Linked DNA regions of Muntiacus reevesi: region 1 is linked to region 2. The links are chromatin contacts, called in public Hi-C maps. All regions are on one chromosome and are shown on one strand. The core of a region is the stretch at or near the end of the contact, and the rest is flanking DNA. Distances in the headings are between cores, read along the strand shown.

Region 1 (6,730 bases), core at 310-2,809, 140 kb after region 2:
TAAGACATGGTCCCTCCCCTCTCAAACACTTATGATTTAAAAAGACATATAATTACTGGACTTCCCTGGTGGTCCAGTGGTTAAGACTCCGAGCTTCCAATGCAAGGGATGTGAATTCGATCCCTGATGGGGGAACTACTAAGATCCCATAAGCTTAATGGTGCATCAAAACAATAACAATAAAAGACATGTAATTACTAATTAAAATCCAAAGTGGAAGTCAGTCTTCAATAAAGATTAAAAGAATGCTATGGGAGCTATGGTTTTTCCAGTAGTCATGTATGTATGTGAAAGTTGGACTATAGAAAGAAAACTGAGCGCAGAATTGATGCTTTTGAACTGTGGTGTTGGGGAAGATTCTTGAGAGTCCCTTGGACTGCAAGGAGATCCAACCAGTCCATCCTAAGGAGATTAGTCCTGGGCGTTCATCGGAGGAACTGATGTTGAAGCTGAAACTCCAATACTTTGGCCACCTGATGCGAAGAGCTGACTCATTTGAAAAGACCCTGACGCTGGGAAAGATTGAGGGCAGGAGGAGAAGAGGACGACAGAGGATGAGATGGTTGGATGACATCACCAGCACAATGGACATGGGTTTGGGTGGACTCCGGGAGTTGGTGATAGACAGGGAGGCCTGGCATGCTGCGGTTCACGCGGTTGCAAAGAGTTGGACATGACTGAGCGACTGAACTGAGAAAAAAAAAAGGGGGGGAGCAGAGAGGAAGAAACAATGAATTCTGATTGAGGACAGTGGGAAGGACTTTACATAGAAGTAGCACTGGGGCTGGCCTTAAGAAGACTTTGGGTTGTGGAACATGGATGAGGAGAATTTTTCAGACTTGGGTGTCCAGATGGAGTGAAACTAAGTTACACAAGGTACAAGATGAGTTGGATTGGTGATGGAGCATAAGTATGGCGGTGGATGGAGGGAGAAAGGAGGCAGGAGAGGTACAAGATAAGGTTAGACCAGGGGAAGTATGCCTGGGAGACTCATCTCTTAACTAGCGTGCTGGTGGGACCCAAGAGAGAATATCTAGTGAAGTTCAAGCCCCTCATTTTATTTAAAAACAAAACAATAAAAAAGACACGGTAGGGTACGGAAATTTGACTTCCGGTTTTTCAACAAGTCCAAATTCGTGGTCCCCTCTCCTGCATTTCGTCTGGCATTCTTTCTACTCTGCTAGGGCAACTCCGCTGTGCTGTGCTTAGTCGACTGCTCAGTCGTGTCCTACTCTTTGCGACCCTATGGACTGTGTCCAGCCAGGTTCCTCTGTCCATGGGGATTCTCCAAGCGAGGATACCGGAGTGGGTTGCCATGCCCTCCTCCAGGGGATGCATCTTCCCAACCCTGGTCTCCCGCACTGCGGGCCAATTCTTTACTGTCTGAGGCCCCAGGGAAGCTGGGCAACTCTAAGGAGTGCCTTTATCCTTCCACCTCCCTACCAGGGCGGCCTCCGGGCACCGGTAGCCCTCCGCTCGGAGCACTCCAGTTATCGGCTCCTGGGGCCCAGATGTCCCGCCCACATCAGGCCTGGGCTCCGCCCCAGTGTCCCAAGACCCCACCTCCCTGTAGTGGGGGTGGGAAATGCTTCTACTCTAGGCCTTTTCGTTGGCGCGGGCGGGCCAGCCTGCCGCGGGGAGGGTGAGAGCTCTCCCGGCCGCTCACGGTAGGTGGGGTCGAGCTCTAATCCGGGCCAGGGCCGGGGCCAGGCAGTGAGAGACTTCTCGGGCCCTGCGGGCTGGTCCTGGCAATAGCGCCTCCTCCCCCCAAGTGTCCTGCCAGGAGGTACCAGCGCGCGACCAAGGTTCTGGGCCAGGCCTCCGGGGATGGGCGGGTGGGTGGCGGAGGCCGCGCGTGCGCAGCTCGCCTCCCGGCCGCGGGGCGGGGTTTGTGGAGGTACTTACGCCTAGCCGGCAACTTGCTGCGAGGAAGCAGCCGGTTTTTGGCCTTGTTGCCCCTTGGGGAGTCGGGAGCCATGCCTCACGCAGCCGGCTCTGTAAAAGTAGAAACGCGGACTGGAAGGCCTTTCTAGCGAGGGCGAATGGAAACTGGCTGCCACCAGGCGGGGCTCTTGGGGTGGGGCTGTGGTAAAGTGAGGCAGGGTCCGCCCTCTCCCCGAAGGGTGAGGCGGGGCGGGGTCTAGTCCGGCCGGTCGTTGGCCTTCTGCTGCCCTCTGCAGGATGGCGGAGGAACTGCGCCTAGAGGGGCTCATGCCGACCCACCTTAGGCAACCCCACTCCGCTGTTGGCCCTCCGGACTTCCCCTTCCTTCGTTCAGTAATTATAACAGGTGTACACTTGACTTCCCTCATAGCTCAGTAGGTAAAGAATCTACCTGCAATGCTGGAGACCCGGATTCGATTCCTGGGTCGGGAAGACTCCCTGGAGAAGGAAATGGTAACCCACTCCAGTATTCTTGCCTGGAGAATCCCGTGGACAGAGGAGCCTGGCGGGCTACAGTCCCTGGGGTCGCAAGAGTCGAACACGACTTAGCGACGAAACCGCCACCACCACACTTGAAGCTAATATAATATTGTAAATCAGCTATGCTTCAATAAAAAATTATTAGAAGAAAAAAAAAGAATAATAAAGGGGTGAGTCTAGTTCATGTGAAGTCATCCTAGAAGGAAATAAAAAGCTGAGATATTGAGGCCTCAGAACTGGATGTGTGTGGTGGGAGCAGCTAACTCTAGGTGTAGTGCTGAATTTCTCAAACCTTTTTGGGGGGCTTGTTGACCGCCCCCCCAGCTGCATTTTAAACTCCTCCCCCGCCCACAAAACACCATATAGTGTGAGCGTCTTGAGCATCCAGGCTTTCTGAAGTGACAGGCTCAGATAATCAGCCCAATTTTGGTGACTGAGAGTGCACCCTGGGGAGTGCCTAGAAAGGAGAGAAGGGCTTGGTGACTTGCTCTTTGTGATGGACTTGAGGTGTGTGATCTTGGGCAAAGTGGGACTGTGGCCTGGTGAGGACTGGCTTCGTCATTCCCAGATCTTCTCCCAGTAGGAACAGCAGGGGAAATGTGACTGAAATACCATCCTCCAAACAGAAGGTTTTGAGGCTGCAGATAAAAATCACAATACGTGCATTTCTATTTCACCTGCCTAGTGACTGTACAAATTATGTTACAAGGCTGCAGTAGGTTATGGTTGGAAGAATAATGGCTTAGATTGAGATGAAAATGACTGGAAGAACAGAGCCATGTTAACCATATTAATGAAATCCAAGGATTTTCATTGTTATCTTTATATTCTTAAAGATCTGCCTCCCCTAACTTCAGTTTGTATTTATAGAATTTCACTTTATCACTTTTTTTTAACCCACAGGAAAAATGATCAAACTGCCTATAAAGTAGCCATAGTTACTGAACATCTGTTAGGTTAAGGCTACACATTTAGTTACTGAAGTGGAAAGATTGGCTTCCAGGATGTTCAGCAGGGCATGATATCATTGGTGGTAGTGCCTTGGGAGGGGTGGTGGGCAATGAGGGAAGTGGAGTTATTTCATGGTCTCTACCTTTGCTATGTTCTGTATCTTATATTGACTTCTTAGGTCATTCAGGTTCTTCTTGAAATGGAGTTGGGACTTTTCTCTTTGCTTCTGGACATGGAGTTATTAGCTTTTTATTTGACCATAACTGTGGACCTCTTCCCTCCAAATGGGTATATGCATTTATGCACAAATTTTGCTTTTATAAGCAAAATTCCAGAGAACTTACATGCATTGACTCTAGATTAAGAATCCCTGTCTTAGAGAATGTATCTATATTTAGGGGAAAATGTATTTTGGGTACATATAAATGTGTATATATATATATATATATGCATACAGTAACTTAGGGAATATATGTATGTTTAGTGAATATACACACCTCTAGTATTCTTGCCTGGAGAATCCCCATGGACAGAGGAGCCTGGCAGGCTACAATCAGTCCATAGGGTCAAAAAGAGTCAGACGTCCCACTGAAATGTTGTAAAGTGATTGGCCTCCAACTAATAAAATAATATTAAAAAAAAAAAAAAAAAAAAGAGTCAGACGTGACTAAGCAACTAAACACACACACACACATACACACATATTTAAAATTCTGAGAGCTTCCAGAGTTTTGTTTTTAGATAATGATCAAATAATTTGAGTTTCCTGCTCATGACACTTAAGATGTTTTATAAAAAAAGAACAATTTCTTCTCTTTTGGAAATTCTGGGAAAGGATAGCACTGACATATTTATTAGGAATGTGATAAAGATGTGACAGGAATGGTGTAGGTTTCCACATTGTTTTACCATTGGAAAGCAGAAATACTAGTACCCATTTATTGAGGCTTAAATGCTATAGAAGAAGGAGATATTTTACATCCTCTAGGAATTTAATATGAGAAAAAAACTGTCAAAATTCTGGATAGATTTTTAGCGAACAGACGTAGTAAGATTGATGCTCAGCTTATTACTTATCGGGAGAGTGGAGGAGAGGGGGAAGAAAGTAAATCCATTCCTTCTGTTTTCTTAGGATTTTCACAAAGCATATTTGATACAGAACTGTCTGAGTGGTGTCAGACCTGCAGGACCCTGGAGGCACTTTGCTAAATTAAGACTCTGCTGCAGATGGAGGAACTGGAGCAAGGCCTACTGATGCAGCCATGGGCATGGCTACAGCTTGCTGAGAACTCCCTCCTGGTCAAGGCATATATCACCAGGCAGGGCTATGCCTTGCTGGTTTCAGACCTTCAACAGGTGTGGCATGAACAGGTGGACACTAGTGTAATCAGCCAGCGAGCCAAGGTAAGTGTGAAGAGAAGTACTGCTGTGGGTGGCAGTGGACATAATTTCTTCCCTAGTGAAGGTCAGGGAACCTTACCATCTCCCAGCTTGTTGGCCTATAGGTTGCCAAGGAAGGTCAAATCAGGATAAAACAATTGCCCCCAGTGTTCTGCACTTCCGCCTCTAACCCTGGGATCTTTCCATGTGGAAAGATGGGTGTGGGTGTGGATGTGGGTATATTTCTGTAGTGTATTCAGTAGAAGGAAGAATTGTGAAGTAGGTCAGAATTGTTTTCTTCTTTCCTGTTCTGATGTTTTTATTTTCCCTCACCTTCCTCTTCTTCCTACTTACTGTCTTCTCTTTTAAAAACATGTCTTCATTTACGTTGCTGCATCGGGTCTTAGTTGTGATATGCGGGATCTTTCATTCTGGCTTGAGGTCTTCTCTAGCTGCAGCGTGTGGGCTCCAGAGTGCACGGGCTCAGCAGTTTCTGCACACGGGCTTAGTTGCCCCTCAGCACGGGCCCCTCACTTGCCCCTCAAGTTTCGGGATCTTCCCAAACCAGGGATTGAACCCGTATACCCTGCATTGCAAGCTGGATTCTTAACCCACTGGACCACCGGGGAAGTCCCCTGCCCACTGTCTTCCTGTTAACCAGAGCTTTCCTTTGCGGTTACCTGTGAGGGGGTCCCAGGTGGTGCTAGTGGTAAAGAACCTGCCTGCCAATGCAGGAGACAAAAGAGACCCGGGTTCAATCCCTGAGTTGGGACGGCCCCCTGGAGGAAGCAAGGCAACCCACTCCAGTATTCTTGCCTGGGAAATCCATGGACAGAGGAGCCTGGCGGGGTCACAAAGAGTCGGACATGACTGAAGTGACTTAGCATGCGTGTACAAGGGAGTCAGTTTCCTTTTAGCATTCTCACTCTGTACAACCCCTGCTGTCTTTTTAGGAGCTGAACAAGCGCCTGACTGCTCCTCCGGAGGCTTTTCTTTGTCATTTGGATGATCTGCTTCGCCCGTTGTTGAAGGATGCTTCTTGCCCTGGCACGGCTACATTCTCCTGTGATCGTGTGGCAGAGGCACTGATACTACGGGTGCGGAGTGAGCTTTCTGGCCTCCCATTCTATTGGAATTTCCACTGCATCCTAGCTAGCCCTTCGCTGGTAAGTGCAGTTTGAACATGGGGTAGGGAAAGGGGTGCCAGCTGCTCCTTCTTCTCAAAGCTTCTCATCTGAAGCTTTTGGTACTGTTTTTTTTTTTCTTTGTAAACCCCATTTGAAATTCTCCAATTAGAAAACTTTTCTTAACTGGAAAGAAGGCATAAAGATTTCTTGACCTGTATATCTTTTCCTTACAAAAGAAGCAGAGTTTGGGTCTACATGCTGGGTATCTTTAGTCATTACTTGATTTATTGAACATTTATTAAGCATCTACCGTGGGCTAATTGTTGGGTGTTCAGATTTAAAACAATATAGCCTATTGGTGGCTCAGACAGTAAAGCGTATGCCTATAATGCAGGAGACCTGGGTTCGATAGATCCCCTGGAGAAGTAAATGGTAACCCACTCCAGTACTCTTGCCTGGAAAATTCCATGGACGGAGGAGCCTGGTAGGCTGCAGTCCATGGGGTCACGAAGAGTCGGACATGGCTGAGCAACTTCACTTTCACTTTTCACTTTTATGCATTGGAGAAGGAAATGGCAACCCACTCCAGTGTTCTTGCCTGGAGAATCCCAGGGATGGGGTCACACAGAGTTGGACACGACTGAAGTGACTTAGCAGTAGCAGTAACCTGATCCGATTTGTAATTTATTAAGATCACTCTGGTAGTAGGGTAGGGTATTTACCAGTGGTGAGTACCTTTCTGAACGTTATCTTGTCTTTTAATCCTCACAACTGTTCTGCAAGGTAAGTATTATTATTGACATTTTTCATAGTAGCAAGCTGAGATTCAAGGTAATTTGTCCAAAGTC
Region 2 (7,071 bases), core at 2,737-5,236:
ACACAATAAGACTTCTAGGGTGCTGGAAATGTTGAGTTTCTTGACCTGGATTACATGGGTGTTCATTTCATAATGATTTATTGAGCTGTTCCTTTTTGCTTTATGCATTTTTCTGTTTTTTTATGTTTCACAATTTACAAAGTTTTTAAAAAGGAAATAAATGGAATGAAGTGATAAAGATGGCAGGGGCAATTGTGGATGGTGTAGAGAAGACTCTCCTGAGTATATTTTATTATGTGAGTTTGATCTTTAAACAATGCAAATATTTTACATATTCAAAAAATAAAAGTATATAAAAATAAAAAGCAAATCCTAATACTGAAAACAAACAAACCAAATTATATATCAGATTGGTAAAAAAAAATGACTAAACAAACAAAATAATTATTTCAAATGACTTTAGAACACAGTATTTTGATGGCATAACCCTAGGGGTTATAAGGACAAAATAAACTACCCAAAGTCTTAGGTATATTCACTGTTTTATTAAGAGAATAATATTTACATTATTTGCAAATTATTGTGTGCATATTGTAGGATCAAACATATAAATGATTATGTTAGTGTTATTAGAAACCAAATTTTTCAGTATAATAAAGAGATACATATATAAAATTAAGAGTTCAGTAAAAATCACAGCTAAATTTTAACTGGAAATATTAGTGTGTGAGAGGTGTGTGTGTATGTGTGAGTGTATCTTTATGTCTTAAGTCTATGCAATGAAAAGGCCTAGAAGCAACATCAATCATCTCAGCAGTCATTATGACCCCTAGGACCCAGACTGTGGTCCCTAAAATCAGTTTTTACTAAAAGCTACTGAGTCTCTGGAGGAATGGCTGCTTCCACGTCTAGGGCAAGGAATAAAAAAGACTAACACATCTTGGAATTGTACAAAGCAAGGAAAGAAGCTTTAAGTGATTAATGGGATGTTTCAAAAGGAAACAAGAGCCAGTTTAAAAAGGCTTTCACTTACTTACTTCAGGACAATTTTTATATTACTGTGATTGACTGATACACATTGAATATATAAAAATCCATATTTCCATAGTAATGCTCAAACAAGAAAAGTGATAACAAATATGTTTAGAAACTTATTTGCCACCCTTGACAGTAACTGTTATACCAACTCATTACTTTGCAAATGAATAGTTAAAGAGAAGAAACTACCTTTTGAATTCTTCTTTATGAAATAAGGTCAGCTAAAGGAAATACAATCAGTTAAAAGAATGATAGAAAATCACCATTTTAGTCAAGGATCATCAATGAATGGCAAAACCATTAGGTGGAAAGTCGATGGGGGACTAGATATTTTCGCAGTGCCAAAATATCTTTCAATGGATTGCATCCATACTGGTCACAGGAGGAAAATGTAACTTTACCATAGAGATCTGACTGTCTCTACCTTAAATCAGTGATCAGGTTTAGCATCACTAATAGTGAGACAGCCAGACACTATGCACTTCCTGAAAAAATGCAATTGGAATCATATAGCACCACCTGTGAATTTTTTGTTTAAAAATATTTTTACCTGATCCAGTCAAGGCTTAAATCCTATTTTTCAAAAAATACAAGGAATGCACAGTATACATACAGGGGAAATACAGGGAAACATATCATGAGGAAACAGTCAGACAAATCCAGAAGGTGAGGAGTTAGAAAACCTGACCTGATCTCTTCCACAAGAAACTGTCAAAAATGGGGGGAAGGGGGTGGCGAGGAAAGCACTGTTTATGCTAATTTAAAGAGAATTAAGAAATATAACCAAATGCAATGGTGGTCTTTGATTGACTGCTATTTTGAACAAAACAGCAGAAAAAAGGGCATTTTTGGAAACAGTTTGAGACATTTGAATATGAACTGAGTATGAAATGCTATTCAGAAATTATTGTCAATTTTGTTAGGTCATAATAGCAAATTGGTGGTATAGGAAAATATCCTTATTTCTTGGAGATGCATGTTGAAACATTTAGAAGGGAACTTGGGGCTTCCCTGGTAGCTCAGCTGGTAAAGAATTCACCTGCAATGCAGGAAACTCCAGTTTGATTCCTGGGTTAGGAAGATCCCCTGGAAGAAAGATAGGCTGCCCGCTCCAGTATTGTTGGGCTTCCCTGGTGGGTCAGGTGGTAAAGAATCAGCATGCAAAGTGGGAGACCTGGGTTCAATCCCTGGGTCAAGAAGATCCCCTGGAGGAGGGCATGAAAACCCACTCCAGTATTTTTGCCTGGAGAATCCCATGGTAAGAAGAGCCTGGCAGGCTACAGTCAATGAGGTCACAAAGAGTCCAACACAACTGCTAGGTGACGAGTATATGAGTATTTTCTATGCACCACTATCTTTTTTATCTTTATATATATATACATATATATATATATATATATACATATATATATATATAGTATTTTGGAAAAGTTTTACTGAAAAGCAAGAGTAAAGTGATCAATTTTGAACTTTAGAAAGCTCACTCCCAAGCTTATTGGGTGGCAAGAATGGAAGCAAAATTCTTGTTAGATGATTACTGCAATAGTCGTGAAAGAGCACAATGGTTGGGGTAGGACCGTGAGCATGGAGAGAAATGGGCTGTTGGGAAATATATTTTTCAGGCAGAAACCACAAGGTTTTGATAGACCAGCCATGGAAGGGGGTGAAAGAAAGGTGAGTCGAAGCTAACAAAAAAAGCCAGTACCTATCCAGTGTTTAGTACAATGAGCGTAATTCTCAGTCTTCACAGCCACCTGGTACTACTGGCACCTTCATTTCACAGATCAGGAAACTTGGGAGTAGAGTGGTTAAACATCTTGCCCAAACTTATACCCCTAGTAGGTGGCATTTCTAAAACTGGAGTCCAAGCACATATGTGTAACCATTCCTGCTCTTAAGGATGACAGTCAGTCAGTCAGTTCAGTCACTCAGTCGTGTCCCACTCTTTGTGACCCCAAGCACTGCAACACGCCAGGCTTCCCTGTCCATCACCAACTCCCGGAGCATATTCAAACTCATGTCCATCACACCAGTGATGCCATCCAACCATCTCATCCTCTCTCATCCCCTTCTCCTCCTACCTTCAATCTTTCCCAGCATCAGGGTCTTTTCTGGTGAGTCAGTTCTTCTAATCAGGTGGCCAAAGTACTGGAGTTTCAGCTTCAGCATCAGTCCTTTCAATGAATAGTCACAACTAATTTCCTTTAAGATTGACTGGTTGGATCTCCTTGCAGTCCAAGGGACTCTCAAGAGTCTTATCCAACACCACAGTTGAAAAGCATCAATTCTTCAGTGCTCAGCTTTCTTTATAGTCCAACTCTCACATCCATACATGACTACTGGAAAAACCATGGCTTTGACTAGACGGACCCTTGTTGGTCAAGTAATGTCTCTGCCTTTTAATATGCTGTCTAGGTTGGTCATAGCTTTTCTTCCAAGGAGCAAGTGTCTTTTAATTTCAAGGCTGCAGTCACCACCATCTGCAGTGATTTTGGAGCCCCCCAAAATAAAGTCTCTTACTGTTTCCATTTCCCCCATCCATTTGCCATGAAGTCATGGGAGAGGAACTATTCATTGAGATGCGAAAGAGGACACATTCTGTTCATTTTTATGCTCCACATCTTAAGGTTTATACTACCCGACTCACTCATCCTTCCTGGCCCCCACCCAACGGGAACCCATCTCGCCAACCCTGAGACTGGGTGATAGAGGCGGTGGCCCTTGGGGAGAAGAATATGTCAAGTTGAGGCCAAGTGACAATTCTAAAGAGGCACCTACTGTTGGGTGTAGGAGGGCTGGGGTGAGTACGAGCCCCACGAAGACTGAGCTTTTACGCCACGAATGACGCAAATCGACGCCAGAGCCGGGGGTGGGGATGTCGTCACCAGCCGCCTGGGGTTGGCAGAGTTGCGGCGAGAGGGGCGTGTAGACCCCGCCTCGGTGGGTGGGGAGTGGCAGGCCCCGCCTCGGCCCCGCTGGCAGGCTCGGGCCGGCGTAGCTGCGGCTCTGGCTGCCGGGCTGGAGAGCCGAGCCGGGAAGGATGCGGCTTCCAGGGCGGCCTGGGGGTCCCGGGGGATCGGGGGGTCTCCGGGTGCTCCTCTGTCTGCTGTTGCTGGGCAGCCGCCCGGGAGGCTGCAACGCCATTAGTGCCCACGGTCAGGAGGAAACGGGGGGTGGGGGAGGGTGCCGAGAGCAGAACTCGGTGGGGTGTGCCGGGGGTGTGGAGGGGAGGGAGTGGGAAGTATCACGAAGGTGGGAACCTCGGCTGGAAGGTGTGTGTGGAGTGGGGTCGGGGGGTGCCCGGTGAGCGGAGAGAGAAGAGAGGGCGTCTGCGAGGAAAGGGGCGTAGGCCTGGAGGTGGGGCTGGGAACCCGGGGGCGGGACCAGAGAGAAGAGGGCTCAGGGCAAGTTTGGGGAGAAGGAATGGGGGTGCGTGTGGGCAGAGGGACCTAGAGACGGGACGCAAGAGAAGGAAGTGTCCCCGAGGCGCCAAAAAGTGGCGGCGCTGAATGATGGAGGAGGGGAGGGAAGGAGAGAGAACCGCGATTTCCAGGCAGTAGAAGTCGGGCCCACGAGCTCCGGGGTCCCAGATTTCCGTAGAGGATCAGGCCAAGCGAAGGGCCAGGGTTTCTCTTCTTTTCTGGAGAGGCCAATCGCTGTAATCTGATCTCCGATACGAAGCGGACAGCGGGGGAAGGGGGCCAAAGAGGGTGAAGAGGGAGGGGTCGTCTCCCGCCCCCTCCCCACAGCCAGGCCTGGTGCTGACTCACATCTGAGCGGACGGAGACAGTCAGCGCTGACTCATGGGCAGGGGGAGGGTGGGGGCCGGGGGCGCGTGGGGGAAGGGGCGCAGGCTCGCAGTCTGACGCCCTCCTTCCCCATCCGGCTTGGAGGCCAGGGCAAGGTACTTCCTGTGGCGCTGCGGGTTGGTTAGGGTGGAAGATGAAGGCTGGAATGGCGGAGAGGTCAGGTCCTTTGAAGGCTCCTCACCCTGTCGCCCTTCCCTCCCCCATAATTGCTTCCAGGCAAACCCTCAGAGGCGCGGGCTCCGAGCTTCAGCACCGCGAACAGCGCCAACAGGGCTAGGGACACGGACTATAGGGACCGTGTATGGAGCACTGCCTTAGAGCCATCCCACCCTTTCCCGTGCGAAGCAGAAGTATGCTAGGGTTCCCATCTCTTCTGAGTCCCAGGCCATCATAAGATACTTTTGGAGATATGGGAAGGAAAGTCCCTTTTCCCTCTGAATTTGGACATAAACTACCCCGCAGTAATTCTATCAGAGTAGAAATCTATGATTCTCCTCCATCACCACCCCCATGCACCTGAAAGGCTTCTTTTCCCCATTACTCAGTTAAACAAACTGAGGCTTTTAGGGAAAGAATCCAAACTTGCAGATCTTTGAAACCCAAAGCCAGATCCTCCTCTTAAGAAGAGGAGGCCTCTGCCCTCCTCTCCTCCCAGCTTAAAGCCTTCCTTAGAATGAAAGACTGGATCCCACCTGCTTCCCCCTTCCCTAGCCTGTTCATCCATCTGACCACTGTGTGCATGGGGGTGTCTGAGCCTCTCTGCTCACCTGTTCTTTACAGGCTGTCTGTTCGATCGCAGACTCTGCTCTCACCTTGAAGTCTGCATTCAGGGTGAGTGAAACCAAACATAGGAGTTACAAGCCGGGGTGGGGGAGGGTACACAATGAGAAAGTATTGTGAGTGTGGGTGGGTGCCTGGAAGTCAGAAGGGGAAATGCACTCGGAGAGAAGAGGGGGGGATGGCCTGGAGGAGCAAAGCTCTCTGAAGCCAAGAGAGGAGATAGAGACAGAGCTGTCTATTTGCAACCTGGACTTTGGAAGGCCTTTTGCCCAATCCCCCTGCTGACACCACTTTTGTGCTCTTAGATGGCTTGTTTGGACAGTGCCAGGTGGGAGTGGGGCAGGCCCGGCCCCTTTTGCAAGTCACATCCCCAGTGCTTCAGCGCTTACAAGGCGTGCTCCGGCAGCTCATGTCCCAAGGTGAGGTCTAGATGCATTGGAGGAGAGAGGCTGTAACTTGGGTGGATGAGATGGGGAAGGGAGGGACCACCTGACTCCAGGTTTTCTCTCATGAAACATTCCTATCACACTCACTGTGCAGCCTCACCTTCCCAGACCTTCCTGGAGACAAGAGTGGGGGTGAAACTCTAGAGATAGGCTGTTCACACTTAGACTCTCTGGAGGAATCCAGAGGAGGCTGCTAGAAGAAGCCACTGGAAGAGGCCAGCATTCATCTCTTTGAGATCAGCCCACACTCTGGAACTGACTGAGTACTCCAGAGCTGTGAATCCTGGGGTCCTCAGCCAGGAGAACACCCCACTCATTCAATTCATTCATTCAACCAGTATTTATTGGGTACTTCTATGTGGCAAACATAGTTTTAGGTGCTTGGGATTTATCAAAGGGTGAAATGAAGATCTCTGCCTACTGGGGTTTATATTCAGGAGATGAAGGGAGGGACTACATTATATAAATTAGAAAACATTAGTATGTTAGAAGGGGATAAGAGCCACGGAAAAAAACAATTACAGCAGGATAAAGGGATCAGAAATGTTGAGGTAGGAGGCCATAGTATTAAAATGAGTGGTCAAGATAGATCTTATTGAGGCTATGAAATTTGAATAAATACATCAAGGAAGTGGGGATGTTTTCCAGAAGGTTATCTTAGGAAACAGTGTTTTGGTTGGCCAACGATCTAGAACAAAAGCCTTAAGATAGGAGCATGAGTTTGAGGAACACCAGGGAAAACATCTCTACAGAAGGCTGTGGAGGCGTGATGGAGATGCAGAGCAGAAGATGCAGTCAGGTAGGTAATGATGTTCTAAGATTTTATAGGAGAATGTGTGGACATTGGCTGTACTCTGAGTAAAAGAGGAAAGCATCACAAGGTTTCAGCATAGGGGTGCTTGACATCACTTCTACTTTAAAAGGATCTCTCTTGCTGCTGTGTTGAGAATAGAATGTAGGGAATCAATGGTACACATCGAAACACTAAACATTAAAATATTAACTATGCAGAAGTATCAACTTGGGGAGGGGGGGGGAACTCAGTTTTGATTATACTG

Evidence for each region. Hi-C and Micro-C count contacts between places; a contact is called where the count stands out from the background.
Region 1: a Hi-C map of blood shows a contact between it and region 2, with 4 times the contacts expected there. The contact joins the promoter of NHEJ1 here to the promoter of PTPRN in region 2. A contact is called at or near these places in 2 of 3 Hi-C or Micro-C datasets (blood and muscle).

The regions. Positions count from the first base shown.
Region 1 is chr3:129,524,647-129,531,376 of mMunRee1.1, forward strand. NHEJ1 (non-homologous end joining factor 1) reads left to right here and starts at 1,560. Exons shown (of 8, transcript XM_065930547.1): 1 at 1,560-1,667; 2 at 4,508-4,779; 3 at 5,709-5,921. The coding sequence starts at 4,603. SLC23A3 (solute carrier family 23 member 3) reads left to right here. Exons shown (of 12, transcript XM_065930540.1): 12 at 1-303.
Region 2 is chr3:129,386,125-129,393,195 of mMunRee1.1, forward strand. PTPRN (protein tyrosine phosphatase receptor type N) reads left to right here and starts at 3,987. Exons shown (of 23, transcript XM_065930507.1): 1 at 3,987-4,133; 2 at 5,568-5,618; 3 at 5,873-5,986. The coding sequence starts at 4,019.